Regions from separate parts of the Zea mays genome. Here all the other regions are linked to region 2. A link is a contact called in public Hi-C data. All regions are on one chromosome and are shown on one strand. The core of a region is the stretch at or near the end of the contact, and the rest is flanking DNA. Distances in the headings are between cores, read along the strand shown.

Region 1 (2,806 bases), core at 138-2,637, 220 kb before region 2:
AAGACATATGTGTCACTCAAGTTTGATCTTCAGATCACTTGAGAGAGGTTGAGTGCAACCCTTGACCAAAGGAGGTCTCTATGGATCCCCTCTAATTCCCTTGTCACAAAATTAGCCCTAGATGTTTATGGTTGAGCTTGCGCTCCTTTGAATTTCTTGGCCTGTTCAGTTGTTCATAACGAACTAAGCGAGAGGATGCATGTGTATATAAGCGCGCCCGTCCGACCGATGAGGGCCTCCACTCCGGTTCGAAACAACAAGTGAACAAGTCCACAACATTACAAAAGTAACAAGTAGCAACAGAAGAAGTGCAAACCCTCCACTCCTCTGGTTCGAAACAGAAAGCCTGAAAAGTGTTATGAGCAATATAATAATAATATGCTAAATGTACAACTAAGTGACTCAAATAATCATGTAGGTTATGATTTGTAGGGTTACTAATCACAAGAACACCACAACTTAATGATAAGTTGATAACGATAAGTACTTCAAACAAACCACACAATAGTCTATGGTGGCTTAAAGTTGAACATGTCAAGTTCAAATTGCAAGATCCTCCTCCAAGTCAATGTTATTCATAACTTGACAGGAACAGTGACGTGTATACTTAGTACTCCCTCCATTCATAAATATAAGATATTGTTGATTTTTTTAAAAAAACTTTGACCACTTGTCTTATTCAAAAAATAATGAGTTATCATTTATTTTGTTGTGATTTATGTTATCACTTAAGGTAATTTATGCTTGATTTAAATTTTACATTTTTGAATAAATATTCTGTATAAAACGAACAGTCAAAGTTTTCGAAAAAGTCAATAGTATCATATATTTGTGAACGGAGGCAGTACATAACAACAAGGATCTGGAAACAGGAGGTGTGAGGCGGCAAGCAGGGTGCCATTTTTCGGGGATTTGTGGTGATGTACGCGTGAAGCTATCTCGGCGGGTTTATAGCTAGTACGGTCCAGAGCAATGTTCGAATGTCTCCTCGCCTGCACCTGTACCTCAGAAAAGACGCAACGTATGCGTCGCGAGAATTTTTATGGAACCAACACCATGAAAAACACCACGAGAGTTTTTATGGAACCAACACCTACCTCAGAAAAGACGCAACATACGCGTTGTACAGTACCTCCGAATGTCTCCTCGCCCGCAGCTATGTTGTCTCGGCGCTATGGCGTCGAGCAAAGGGTCCAAAATATGAAATAAATCGTTCTGAAGTCTAAACGTGATTTTTTTTGAAAAGAACTAAAAAAATCGGACTGCAAGTCTGCAACCGTAGCCCAGGTCAAAGCAGTGAATGCGGGCTGCGGCAATGACCGGGCCCGCTCTCCCCACGCTTCAGCTAATTAGCCTAACAATATTGCGCTGGGCCGCCCGACAGGCGGTGGCCACGCTGGTTAGGACCGGCCCAATAATCTCAATAACATTGCGTTGTGGTGCGCGAGTGCGGCAGGCATCTTGCCTTCCCTTTTTCTCATTCCCTTTTCTCTCGCGCTCGCAACGGCGGCGGGCGGCGGCTGCTTCTCCGTCTCCTACTTCCCCGCAAACTTGTCTCGTATTCCTAGCGCAGCCGGGGAACACTCCCGGCCTCCGCCCGAGCGGAGCGGAGCGTTTCGTCCGCGCCGCTGACTCCGAGGAGTTCGTTTCGCCGCGCTGTCTCCCTGAATCCTAATCGTCCTTTTCGCGTTTGGCTCGACTGACGCGTTGATTCCTGCTTCTTTCGTTGGTAAGGAACCCTATCTCCATATATTTTGTGGGTCGACTATTTGTGAGGGTATATTTTCTGTCTATAGCAGTCGAATCTAAATCCCATACGTCCTTCTCCGATCCTTCCAGTTCGTTTCATTGTTTCTGAATTTTTGGTGCAACTTGGTGAATACTGAATATCTACTAGCTTACTAGTACTATCTTCTTTGAGGTTCGGATACTGATCAAAGCAAAGCAGATTAGAGTAATAATAGTATCGAGGACAGGTCAGTGTTCACTGGTTCCGAGTTCTGACGGCCTGACAGTTGACGCCGAGATATTTTGAACCATGTGTCGCTGTCGTGACTCGTGAGACAACACTAGGTCACTACTGTATGCTATGCTACTAATAATATAGGATACCAATAATATATGCAGTATATCTGGGAACAAATATGTTTGACAGCCTGCATGTGTATAGGGTGTACGTGCTTTGATGTTAATACCTTCAGGTTAAGAGTGTCCTAGTCTTTGAAGTTTGAACTTCGAGCATGCAGAATTTTTTTTTTATCATGTCTCTACATTTTTCACTTGAGGAACCGTTTTACATTAGTTTATTAGTAGCACTACCTTCTTGACATTTGAAGTAATGGCACCGTAATCTTTGGGGTCACAAATAGGCTGAGGAACTTGTTTGAAAGAAATGATCTCCTTTCGTGATTGTTTATCTTCTTTGCTTTGGCATGCTCAATTTATCTGTACACTTATATCTTTGCATCACTTCTATAATTTCATGCTTGATTCAAAATAACCCTGATTTCCAATTGATGTGCAGGTCTCCCATTCTTTTTTTACAAGAACTAAAAAAATAAAAATTCTTTGGGTTGGGATGGCATCACCTGGCCAAATGACAGCAAGCAATCTGTTACGGACTGAAGGCTTTCCTGGAAATATGGTATACAATCTATGAAGTAACATAATTTATTTTTGGTTGGCACTAGCTTGTTCTTATGTTTGTTCTCTACAACAGGTAAAAATATGTGGTTTAAATCCTGCGAGAAGTCTTGGATCAAGAAGATTGCGGATGACTCAACACTCCTTCCATCAACAGCATCTT
Region 2 (2,894 bases), core at 262-2,761:
CGGACAGTCCGGTGCGCCAGGCCCAAGCTGCTATTGGTTGTACACAGCCAACCTTTTTCAATTCGAATCTTCTTGACTTGGCACTGTTTTTATCACTTAGATAAATATGTTAGTACTAAAAAACAATTCACTAAGTCTAGAAACATACCTTGTCTTTGATTTACACTTCTTGCTCGTTTAGTACATAAGAGTTTAACACATTTATGTTGGACATTTAATCAACAAAACAATTATAGAAATGACCAAAGTGCACATTTCCCTTTCACTTTTTAAAGAGTATTTCTTAAAGAAAAGGCCAGACATAGTACCGGATGCTCCACATAAACTGCCTTAGTCTTCTTTAAATTTATTTAAGAGACGGCTTCAAATTCATGATCTATTGACTCAGTATAACTGACTTAGTCTTCTATAAATTTATTTAAAAATATACTATTATTTTCGTAATAAATTTATTTAAAACGTAAACATTATTCTTGTACTCTTTGTCAGACTTAAAAAGCTTGGAGTTTTAGGAACGAGACGTGCAATTATTTTGTTAGGGGGAGTAGGCATCAAGGTAGAGTTTGGCCGGATGTCAAATCCGCCGCCACAAATAGGTAGGGCACAGCAGAAGTGAAAAAACCAAAGAGAAAGCAGGAAAACTGAGGTTGTCCGCAGCCGCCTCCGCCAGACAGCCTCCTCCCCTTGATCTGGTAGCTACAGAAGCCCCCAAGGCTGCAACGGTATCCCTTAAAAGCCCCCCCTTGGTAGCAGATATGAACAGTGAACCGCCACAGTTAGCGTGAAGCTGTGGCCCCTCTACTCAATGTTCATGTGTACTATGTTTTTTTAATAGGTGAAGAAAAATGGTAATAGATGATGAATAGGGTTGGATAATAATATTTTAGGGTTATAGTGGGGTATAGGGGGAGAATATAGGGGGAACCGCTGCAGGAGATGAAAAAATAAGGGATGAAATGTTGATTATGTGACGCAAAAAATGATATAGGAAGAAAAAATTAGGGGTAACCGCTACAGACAGTCTGAAGCGACTGACATTTGAACTCCCGCCTCCGTCCCCTGTCCGGCGCAGCGCAAGCCACAGCCATCGTCGGAAAAAAATTTGGTACAGGCCAACTGCAAATTAGAATGTTTGTAATCTCTCACAAAAATAAAGATATGTTCCATTTAAAATACACTAGATAACATTTTAGTTATTATTATTCTTTTTTGAGGACTGCAAACATTCGACCTGCACTAATTTTTTTCCCCATCGAATGGCATCGGCCCCAGCCCCCCACTGCTGACGACCACCGCTCCGTGCAGCCGGACCAGATCCACTGATCCAGTATTGCCCCGCAGGCCGCAGGCGAGGCTGCACAGCTACCCGTCTACAACCACCGCTGGCCTGTAGTGCCGTCCGTGCCTGTTGCCTGCCAACGCGCGTCGCGGCCGGAATCATCGCCAACCTGCCGGTCGGTACGTTACAATTACTTACGTACTGTACCCTACTACTACACGCGCCTCGCAAAAAGTCGCCCTCTTCCTCCACTCGCCGACACACACGGCGCAAATCCCCACAACCCCAAGCGGGCGGGCGGACTTCCACCCACCTTCTCGCGCGGCGACGTGCTCGGCTCGCTTCCAGCCACCTCGCTCGCCGCCCGCCTCGGAATCCCCGCCGCGAGATCTTGTTCCCCGGAGGATGGAGGTGAGTAGTGCCGCTTCCTGCAACCCTCTCTGGCTTTTCCTGCTCCGTGGCGGCGGCTGTACTCGGCATGGTCGGCTGCGGCCTCAGGCTTAGCCGTGGGAGGCAATTTCGCGGTGGTTCTGCTTGGCCGCTAGGGGGGGATATCCATTGTGCCGCGACCGCATTGCTCCCGTTTGGACGGTGGCTGCAGGTTTTCTGGTGGATTTGGTGCCTGCGCGCCGTTCCTCCGGAATCCTGCCGCCGCCGCTAAGGAACTCTGGGTGCAAACTGAGGCCACACGCTGCACCCGCGGTTTCGTCTGTTTGTTGCTGGATTCTAGTAGTTTGGTGTGCTTGGTTGATGACATGTCGATTGGATATTTCTGTTTGGCTGCACCTTTTCCATTTTCCTTTCAGGTCCAGCTTCCCCCAGATAAGAGACTAGAAATGCCTGCTGTTCTCTACTGCCAGTACAAATTACTCTGCTTGTCATCAACTCGAATTTTGACAGCCCCGTGTTGATAAAAGGCGATTAGATCACTAGATCCCATCTTCAAGTTCGTTGGGCATGCTTCCTTTCAGATTTCGTGCCAGGATTAGCAATTGGTGATTTCTCTAATGGATGAGAATACTAAGGCCCTCCTAGATTATATAAGTTGGGTTATGATAGAAGGTTAGGAGAGTAAAATATCATTTTGGAACCACAAATAAGCTAAAATAAGCTACCCAATGTTAACTTATTTCAGTTTATTTGTGGTCTCAAAGTGATATTTTACCCTCATACACTTTCACTATAATCCAGCTTATATAATCTAAGAGGGAAGTAAACAGACCCTAAAGTGCAGGTTTCTGCATTTCCACACACTCCATTGAAATGCATTTGTACAGTCCTTTTGGTCCTTTCTTGGGGGGTTTCAGGTTACTGAATATTGCTGTTAATTCCTCTCGTACCTGTAATGTGGCGACGGGCTTACAGCTGGTAGCCTGGCACAAATTACCTGGATATCCAGCATAATAAGACTGGACCCATATCTGCAAATAAATTTGCGGACCTTGACAGTGTAAATGAAAAAAATGACTTATTTTTTATTTATATGTCCCTGTGAGGCTGTGACTACAAAAATATGTGAATAAAATTTTATTGGAATATGGGTCTCCGGTTGGTCATAATTTGTCATTTTATTTGAACCAAATATTGGCAACCGTACTTTTCGAGCATTACTTTC
Region 3 (3,125 bases), core at 448-2,947, 160 kb after region 2:
AGATTCATAGTAACAACGAGTTCTTAGACTATCACACTAAGCATGCCCATATTAAATAACACACTAAAATAAGGGACTTGGCTGTAGAATTAATCCCAAAAGCTAAGCACACTTTAGCATGCAATCCTAGTCTCTGTCTTAGTTGGTTGATTGTCTAGTGATTTTATCTCCTACTGTCTAGACTCTAGACCAATCATTACACATTTTTTATGTTCGTCTTGGACCTTGAAGTTTAGTATACAAGGTTTTAGAAGTTTGGCTATTTTGTTATTGACAACATTGATGTAGAATGTTCTATAGCATGTATATTATATGTTATATTGGTTAAACAACGTTGCATTGTGTTGCAGATTTTCTCTTGGATGTTATCATGCAACTCCCTTCCACTGTCGTCATGGGATCATGCAACAAGATTGAACTTGATTGTTAAAGCTTACAATACTTTTTAAGCCGAGGAATGCTACAAACTATAAAGCTATGGTGCCAAACAATCTGCATCGTTCACTCTCCTCCATTGTTATGTTACAAAAAGAAATGTGTAGAAGGCTAAAACCTTCATGGCTCGGTTGTAGAGCCATGGGTTGCCATTGATCCTCACACTTTCAATGAAATCATGAAACTCTATGTTGCGACCTGTTAGTTTGAAGAGCTACTTAGTGTGATTGGTCTCATGAAGCGGAATAGCACTATGAGAAATGTTCTCTCCCACAACCTTTTGATGGATGCTTTCAGGAAGAATGGACTGAACAATAAAACACAAACTTGCTTTATGAAAGATAAAACAAAAATGTCATCAACATAGCGCTTAGGATACTCTTTGTAACGACATGTATAGGATAGGTCCAACGCTAGACATTACAAACCGTTGCAGACCGGTCAGTACTGATTGGTCCGACTCGAACGTGCGGTCAACCATAGTAGGTCCATGGACCTATCGGTACCAGCCATGTTAGAGCTAAACAAGGTGGTATCAATTGACACGCTAGATAGTCTACTTGGCATTGATTCGACCCAATCGCTACAGACCATCTTTAGCGATGTGGCGCATTCTATTTGGTTCACACGCTCGCCACATTCACTACATGTTTTCAACCAATTAAAGTATAAAATTTCAAAAAATATTTATGAATTATGTATTTTTACTTCACGATGTGTGTGTATATATATTATTATGAATTGTATAATTTTTATTTGGCAATAATTCTCTGCATGTTATTATAACTTTGTTTGTCACTTATTTGCTATCATAAATATTTTAATCTTTTATATGTTCTTGCTCTTTCCATGCTATCATTGTTAGTCTTTAACCCTAATGAATTAGGTAAAATAATAAAATTATAAATATCTTAATCTCTTCTATATCATTTGAATGCAAATTTTTAATATTTTTATTACATGGCTATTTAGTCTACAGTTAGCGCGGTGATCTTGCAGTGTCGACAGCCTAAACTATGCTCTTCTTCCGACCAAAGCCATTCCGTGTCCACCGACCATGCACCGTGTCCATCCAAGGTCAAGATTCAACACCGAAGCGAAATACAGCGCGCACGAGCCCCTACATCTACCACAAACTAACTTTCCACTGCTATTGGGCCCTCATACCGGGCCCCGGTGCCATTCTCACCGTTCTCGAAACCCCGTGTACACGTAGCAGGGCCACGGGCCACCTCCCTACGGAGGAGACGACCCCCCATCCCAGAGGTCGAGGGCTCCTCTCTCTCTACCATCTCCGTTCGATCCCATCGCCCCGCCGCCGCCATGGCGTTTCTCGCGCGGGCGCTGCGGCAGTCCAACTGGCGCCTGTCGTCGCGCTGCCCCGCCGTGGCTGCCTCCTGCCGTTGGATCTCCCCGACCGCCGCCGCGGGTTCGCCGGAGGCCGGCGCAGCGGTGGCGCCTGCCGACCTGGAGCTGCCTCCGCCGCGGGAGCCCGTTGGAGGCGCCCGCGTGGAGCTTCCTCCCAACCCGGAGGACGCGCTCGAGGTATTCGTGGATGGCCATGCGGTGCGGATCCCCAAGGGGTTCACCGTGCTCCAGGCCTGCGAGGTCGCCGGCGTCGACATCCCGCGCTTCTGCTACCATAGCCGACTCTCCATCGCTGGAAACTGCCGCATGTGTCTCGTCGAGGTCGAGAAGTCGCCCAAGCCCGTCGCTTCCTGTGCCATGCCCGCGCTCCCAGGTCAGCTGGCTCCTCTGCATTCCGTCGGCGGCGGTTTTCATGTTCTTGCGCGCTGTTCTGATATTGAAATGTGGTTAATGTTGGTCTGCTGCGCTTCTTTATTAGCTAGTGTTGTGTGCCTCAAATGCTCAGACTCATCATTTTCCTTTGCGCCTAACTGCCTCAGCAACTTAGGGTTCTGCGTAGATGTCTTTGTTTGATTTCCATACCATCAGAAATGTTTGGAGAAACTAGATACCTCAAATTGATGTACCTTAGGTCTGTGGATTTTTGGAGCACTGAGTTATCACTGTTGCTGGATTAGGGATGAAGATTAAGACAAACACCCCAGTGGCAAAGAAGGCAAGGGAGGGTGTCATGGAGTTCTTGCTGATGAACCATCCACTCGACTGCCCAATCTGTGATCAGGGCGGCGAGTGCGACCTCCAGGATCAGTCTATGGCATTTGGTGCTGACCGCGGTCGGTTCACTGAGATGAAGCGTTCAGTTGTGGACAAGAATTTGGGTCCCTTGGTTAAGACAGTGATGACTCGTTGCATCCAATGTACAAGGTAATGCCTTTTTGCTTCTTGATAAATATTAATTGTTATCGTTTCAGGTATTTTTTCAGGCATATCCTGTTTGTGTGTATCCTGCAAGGGCTTCATTCTTCAAGCATTCTATCTTATCTATTCATGCCTCATTCTATTGGTTTCTTACATTGCATTGACATCATGTGCTAAATGGTTCTCTCTACTTGTGCAAGCTCTGTATCCTGGCTGATATGTGATGCTATTTTATTTTCAAATTGCAGGTGTGTAAGGTTTGCTACTGAGGTTGCTGGAGTTCAAGACCTTGGTATGTTAGGTCGTGGCAGTGGTGAAGAAATTGGAACATATGTTGAGAAACTTATGACAAGTGAGCTATCTGGAAATGTCATTGATATCTGCCCTGTTGGTGCTCTTACATC

The links. Hi-C and Micro-C count contacts between places; a contact is called where the count stands out from the background.
Region 1: a Hi-C map of ear shows a contact between it and region 2, with 2.8 times the contacts expected there. The contact joins the promoter of LOC100192064 here to the promoter of LOC100282725 in region 2. A contact is called at or near these places in 3 of 25 Hi-C or Micro-C datasets (bundle sheath, ear and tassel).
Region 3: a Hi-C map of endosperm shows a contact between it and region 2, with 2.1 times the contacts expected there. The contact joins the promoter of LOC100280404 here to the promoter of LOC100282725 in region 2. A contact is called at or near these places in 2 of 25 Hi-C or Micro-C datasets (ear and endosperm).

The regions. Positions count from the first base shown.
Region 1 is chr1:275,075,499-275,078,304 of Zm-B73-REFERENCE-NAM-5.0, reverse strand. LOC100192064 (putative phosphoribosylformylglycinamidine synthase chloroplastic/mitochondrial) reads left to right here and starts at 1,387. Exons shown (of 4, transcript XM_008677736.3): 1 at 1,387-1,729; 2 at 2,525-2,644; 3 at 2,720-2,806. The coding sequence starts at 2,579.
Region 2 is chr1:274,859,162-274,862,055 of Zm-B73-REFERENCE-NAM-5.0, reverse strand. It overlaps LOC100282725 (RNA recognition motif containing protein), which reads left to right and starts at 1,511. Exons shown (of 5, transcript NM_001155632.2): 1 at 1,511-1,690. The coding sequence starts at 1,685.
Region 3 is chr1:274,696,056-274,699,180 of Zm-B73-REFERENCE-NAM-5.0, reverse strand. It overlaps LOC100280404 (NADH dehydrogenase [ubiquinone] iron-sulfur protein 1 mitochondrial), which reads left to right and starts at 1,697. Exons shown (of 5, transcript NM_001361068.1): 1 at 1,697-2,176; 2 at 2,481-2,727; 3 at 2,970-3,125. The coding sequence starts at 1,759.